Regions from separate parts of the Hordeum vulgare genome. Here region 2 is linked to region 1. A link is a contact called in public Hi-C data. All regions are on one chromosome and are shown on one strand. The core of a region is the stretch at or near the end of the contact, and the rest is flanking DNA. Distances in the headings are between cores, read along the strand shown. Region 1 holds the start of LOC123445706 (receptor-like cytoplasmic kinase 176). Region 2 has its middle 14 kb from the start of LOC123445824.

Region 1 (3,242 bases), core at 402-2,901:
ACATGGCTCTTGTCGCCGGTCGGCCCGTCCTTCGCCAACCCAAAATCAGACAACTTCGCATTGTAACTCTGCAATTTCATCCATGGTTTCATATGTTTAGCATTTGAGATGTTTGTGAACAATTTGTTTACTCGTTCAAATTGGAATGAAAAGTAAGAAGAACATACCGAGTCAAGGAGAACGTTGGACGTCTTGAAGTCGCGGTAGATGACCTTGGCATTGTCGCTGTGGAGGAAGGCGAGCCCCTTGGCCGCCCCGAGGGCGACCTTCATCCTCAGGTTCCATGACAGTGGCTGGAAATGCGAGCCCCCTGCGCATTCATCATTCACCAAAACTTGTTACCACCAACATCCTCAACAAGTAATTAGGTGTGGTTAACTGATGAATGAAGCAGAGAGGAAGGTTCATTGGTAATTACTTCTGAAAAGATGGTTCTCGAGGCTCCCTCGCGGCATGAACTCGTAGACGAGGAGGCGCTGCTCGTCCTCGAGGCAGTACCCGACGAGCCTGACAAGATTCGGGTGCGACAACTGACCAAGATAGTTCACTTCAGCCTGCACAACACATTCAGCAGCCATATTCAGTAACAATGGATTTAGAAATTTGAGCAACACACTGATTCTGAATGCAGAGATTCAGAAAGTTCAGAAGCCATATTCAGTAGCAGAGTAATTCAGAGAAGAGAAGGCGAAGACTGACCAGCCACTCGCGGTGGCCCTGGAAGCCCTCCTGGTTGAGCTTCTTGACGGCGATGACCATGCCGGTGCCGGGCCGTGCGGGGGCGAAGGTGGTCTCGTCGACCCAGCCCTTGAAGACGGACCCGAAGCCGCCCTCGCCGAGCACGCTGTCGGGCCGGAAGTTGCGGGTGGCCGTCTTGAGCTCCGTGAAGGCGAAGCTCTTGACGTTGGCGGACTGGAGGATCTCGCCCTCGCTGCGCGGCGTCGGCGGCACCGTGGTCGACGGCGAGGACGACACCCGGCTGCTCGACACGCTCACGCCCCCCTTGCCCTTCCTCCTCCACGCCCACCCTGATTAACCAATCAATCAGACAAGATTAGGATAAGATCATCAGAAGAGCAAACTAATCGAAGCAAAATCTAAATTTTGCTCTTGGATTGAGACCGGGAGCTTGGAAAAAAGCAAAAAAAAAGGTGCTTTGCGGGCAGGTGAGACGAGAAGATTGGTCCAAAATGAAGGAACGGTCCAGATTAGTTAGGCGGCGAAATGGCGCTCGCCGGAGAACGGCAAGGAGGAGGAGAGGGGCTGACCTGAGGAGGAAGAAGGTGAGGCGGAGCCGCTGGTGGTCTTGTAGGGGCTGTCGGAGCTGATCCTGCTCCCGAAGCAGTTCCCCATGGCCGGCGGCAGATCGATCGATGGACGGAGGCTCAGGCAAGGGAGACGGAGCTTTTCTCAGAGACGTTGGCGAACGGCAGAGCCTGTCTTCACCCCGGCCGGCGAGCAGGCCGGATTATATATACTACACCTCTGACTTTCCTATCTGTCCCCGTCGGCCTCTTGGCCGATCACGGGAAGGAAGGCCGGCGTCGCCCGTGCTAAGCTGGTTGACCACTTGCCCCAGTAGGAGGAGGGGCGCATTAATGGCGGGCGGGAGGCGGGGAGCGAGGAGGCGAGAAGAAGGTGTGTTTCTTCTCGGCAGCTTTTGCTCCCGCCCCGAAATTTATACCGGGCGCCTCCACGGCGAACCTTCCGGCCGGTGACACGCGGGCCCGGGGCGTCAGTGGAGGTTGCGTGGCGGGTCGGGGACCGGCGCCGGCCGTCGGATCTGCGTCGGAGGGTCGTGGTTTGATTCAGACGGTTTGCGTTTTCTTGTGGCGGTTGGTGGTGGTGAGTTTGCGCGGCACGGCTTGCCGCCGGGGGAACGCTTTTTGGATGGGTTTGTTTTTCGCCGGCGTTTGGACTCTGCTCGTGTGTGCGCGTGCGTGCGCCGTTCTTCTCTCCGACCGGCTCCTGCTTCTCTCTTCTCAACGTTCGCTCCCAAATCATCGTCGTCGCCATGGTAATCTTATTAGGGTGCATAAAAAAAAAATCATAAGTCTGCATTTTTTTTTTCCACACAGTACAATCGAATTCGCCGACCTATACGAGCGTGTACTCACCCTTATGAGCACTCACGCTTATAAACCGACACATCTTTCTTGTCTTTAACAACATGTCGGTCTCGGATTCCAGGTCACGTCCAAACATAGATCAGGCTATGCCGATGCAGCAAACTCGATCACGACACGATATTGTGAGACCCAAGATTACTACTGACCAAGATTAGTACTGACGGCGCTATGACGTATGACAAAACTTATTTTCGAGGGTTAGAAACCACTGGTGCACCCCAGTAATTTGGAGGAGGCCTTGAGTAACAAAAATTGGAAAATGGCTATAAATGATGAGCATGGTGCTCTCATTGGAAGTAAGAAGACTTGGCACTTGGTTCCTCCGGCCAAAAACAGAAATGTTATTACCTGTAGACGGGTATACATAATTAAAACATAGGTGGATGATAAAATGAACAGATAGAAGGCAAGATTGATAGCAAAGGGGTTTAAGCAAGATGATAAATAAACATTATGAAAACGCTTTTAGTCCTGTAGTTAAAGCAGCTACTATGAGACTTGTTCTCTCTGTTGCAATCTTAAGTGGTTGGAGTCTTCGGCAATTGGATGTGCGGAGTACGTTTCTTCATAATGTTCTAGAGGAAGAAGTGTACATGAAAAAACCACCTGGTTATGAGGTAAAATGCAAGATAAATTTTGTTTTTAAGCTTCATAAGGCTTCGCATGGTCTGAAATATGCACCTGGAGCATAGTACTCTGGGTTAAGTGAAAAACATTAAACCATTGGTTTTCGACCATCAAGAGAAGACACTTTCTTGTTCTTTTATAGGAAAGGCAAGATCATTATTTTCGTATTGGTCTATGTTGATGATATTATTATGCTTCGAAAAATATTTTTCCTTTTCTTATTACATTTTTTATATAATGGCCCTGTTATTATCAACTAGTTGATCGTTTCAATATTGACCTATTACTTCTTTTCCATCATTTTGAAAACGATTTATGTACAAGTGTGTAAGTTTATATTTTTTTCGTTTTGTCTTAACATAACTTCAACCATAACTTCTGTAATGTGACAAAACTTTTAAACAACTTGTGTGCCTCATAATTCTCAAACTCCCCTTCAACACCCTATACTAGTCATGTATATTTGCAAGTTATCTACAGTCTCAC
Region 2 (3,242 bases), core at 395-2,894, 37 kb after region 1:
ACATTTGTGATGTCGGGATGGCCTGGTTCAGCACATGACATGAGAGTTTTCAAAGATGCCATAACTACTCATCATCACAAATTTCCACATCCACCACCAGGTTTGCTAGTTGAACCATCTTGCAACATTTTTTTTACAATTACACTTGTTCATCTTAGTATCATTGTGGTCCTTTCACATTATGCAGGGAAGTATTATGTGGTTGATGCGGGGTACCTAAACCGGCCAGGCTACCTTTCACCATACAGATGTACAAGGTATCATGTGCAGCAATGGCAAAACGGACCGCCGCCGCAAGGTTTGAAAGAAACCTTCAACCATGCACATGCCAAAGTTAGGAATGTCGTTGAGCGATCATTTGGAGTGTTGAAGATGAAATTTAGGATTTTGTTGAACATGCCAATATTTGCAGAGGATAAGCAAACTAGAATTATCGTTGCTTGTATGGCTCTTCATAATTTCATTCGTCGGAGCAGAATTGCGGATAGGGAATTTGATGCCTGTGACGCCGATGAAAATTATAACCCAATGCCGGATTCTTCTGCATCTGCATGGCCAGAAGACGAACCTCTTGTTGAAGATGTTAACATGAATGCCTTCCGTGATGAGTTAGCTCATGCTTTGTTTCATGGAATGTAATATTTTTTCAAACTTTGATTGACGACTTGTATGTTTAAGTGAGACATCAAATTTGTACGAACAAATTATTTTTTATCATGTTTTTTATACTTCATTTGTGAGCGAGAGCAGGCCACACAACGATCGGCCACACCAAATCCGACAGTGAATATGGACAAAAGTAACCAAATGATTGAGAAATGACATTTATTGCCAATCTAACCCTCTCATCCAAACACCTTTTGGGTTAGAGTTAGTTTAGGGTTAGTTGAGGGTTAGAATCTAACTCTAACCTCTAACCCGGTTAGAGTATCCAAACAGGGCCTATTAACCATGCTCTTAGGCTCATTTCGAGTTTAAGTGAGTTAAAGTGCTTTGAGTCTCGCGCCATATTTAATTCATAGAGTTTAGAGAAAGGAGAAGAGTGACTTTGCATGCATCGTTTTCTACATCCACCACGCAAGTCCAATGAAAGGATGGATGCTACATTTATTGCCTTGAAAATTGCATATGTGAGAAATATTTCATTGGCTAGTTTAAACTAGTGTCATCCACACACAATTCACCTTGATTGATGAGATTTCAGATTTGAGCCCTATAAACCGAAAATGATGGAGTATACTAGTGGTACACAAAGCCCAACTGCTTGACCAGCGAGCTAGCTACGCCGTCGTACGTACTACCTCCGTCCAAGTGTATAGGACATGCGCGTAGTTTTAGGCTGTCAACTTAACTAGTTAAATATATATTATATGCGATAAAAATCACATATTTAAAAACTACATTTCCACATGAATATAATGATATATTATTTATTATATATAATACATATTTAAATAGTTAAATTAACGACATAAAACTACGTGCATGCCTTATACATCTGGATGGAGGGAGTACGTACTTGCCATGTCCGTTGAGAGAGGTCTCTTCTTCTCATCCAAAAAGGCAGAGGCAGAGGTAGTGCATGCGATGGATCGGGCTGGTGGTCGCTATCAAGGAAAATGCCGATCAAGCAAGCAAAGGTCAACTGTGCCTAGATGATACACACCAGCTAGGAATAGGATACATGCCCTCTCCAACACTGCAGTGGCTGGCACCGGCGCACTGGCAGCAAGTAGTTCGAGCTATAGATGATTTGTCGTTTCCCGGTTCCGACTTAATTACCAGTTAGTACTAATTAATAACCACCACCTACATGCCCAACCTTCCTCTCAGTGACACGTGGCCCCGGGCCATAAGTGAAGGTGGTGCAGCCGTCGGATTGAGATCCGACGTTCGTTGTGGCTTGAGATTGATAGCCTGGTAATTGAGAGGAGGAGAAGTATTTGGTGGTCAATTTACATGGACCGGCTTTTCTTTTTTAAATGAAAGGGGTTTTCCAACCAGTCCAACAACAAGTTTTAGCACCACTGCTTCAAAACTGGACGCATCTAAAGGAGGAAATTGGCCTCATGGCCTTACACTATTAAAACAGGTGCAAACTAAAAGCAGAAGTTCCCTCAACACTAAACTTAACTCCAATTAGACGGGCCGTCTTGCCACTATTAAAACACATTTTAAAACCAAATCTATGTGGTACAAAGGAAGAGGAGTATTGGATGATTTTCCCAACTGGCTGGTGCTTCTCTTTCCAACGCCGTCTAGCCCTAATAGCAAATCACAAACGTCATCATCGGATATTTGAGGAAGTGAAAAACATAACCGCGTCATCTAGGTCTTATAGCAAATTATCAACGTCGTCATCAGATTGTTCACAAAGTGAAGGACATGTGCATGCCGTCTAGCTATACTAGCAAATCATCACCATCGCTATTGGATTGTAGAAGATATGAAGAACGGGAGTGCCAAAGGTCGAAACAGGAGAACCACCAATGCCCCAAAGAAACACAATTCCACTATTGCCGTCACCGTTATCTTTTTTTAATCAGGCTCATCCAAAAGTCCAGACTGATGAAGGGAGGCGAGCAATATATAAACACCCACCCTCATGTCTAGTCTATTTTAATCCTTAGACGTGAGATCGATGTAGCTCACAGAATCTTTGGTTTTCAATACTAAGTTGGCAAGGTCTTGAACTCAATACCTTTTGGCTATGATACCAAATTGACTTCATACTCCAATCAAATCAACCAAAAATCTGAATTGATGAAGGAAGATGGACAATATATTTCAGTGACATGCAAGTATCAAGCGTGTTAATTTTGTTTGATGTGACACGGTGTTTTTGTTCACACGCTCTCTGGCCCATAGTAGCACTAGTACCGGCGAAAACGATTTGCTTAAAAAATATGTTTTGTCATCCGGACCCCAAAAGTATTAGTACTGTAATAAAATAGTCAAATGAAAAAGATAAAAGTTGTTGTTAAATGAATTAATTAATTTACCGTGCATTAATGTGATTAGTCGCATCTGATCGAAGTTGCATGATAATTAATCAAACCGGTTATGTTTAATTAATGAAGAGCATCTTCATCTACAATAATTCAGGTATCCCTAAAAAATCATCAGTTAAGGGTAGTAGAGCCAAAAATAACCCTTCTAGAGCTTGCGTACATCGGATTCTTTTCACGGGAGCCTGTATATTTCCCTAAACAATACAAGAGGACCATTGAGTGATCGTTCCA

What was found. Hi-C and Micro-C count contacts between places; a contact is called where the count stands out from the background.
Region 2: a contact with region 1 is called in a Hi-C map of leaf, with 2.3 times the contacts expected there. The contact joins the enhancer-like site here to the promoter of LOC123445706 in region 1.

What each region holds. Positions count from the first base shown.
Region 1 is chr3H:616,340,488-616,343,729 of MorexV3_pseudomolecules_assembly, forward strand. It overlaps LOC123445706 (receptor-like cytoplasmic kinase 176), which reads right to left and starts at 1,652. Exons shown (of 6, transcript XM_045122732.1): 1 at 1,269-1,652; 2 at 700-1,028; 3 at 419-554; 4 at 168-310; 5 at 1-68. The coding sequence starts at 1,353.
Region 2 is chr3H:616,377,492-616,380,733 of MorexV3_pseudomolecules_assembly, forward strand. No RefSeq gene overlaps it. Among protein-coding and RNA genes, the nearest start is that of LOC123445824, 14 kb to the left of the region's middle. Within about 2 kb of position 1,645, at least 2 of the 3 cell types and tissues checked have open chromatin away from gene starts, as enhancers often do. A contact at or near this core is called in leaf, where this site is marked.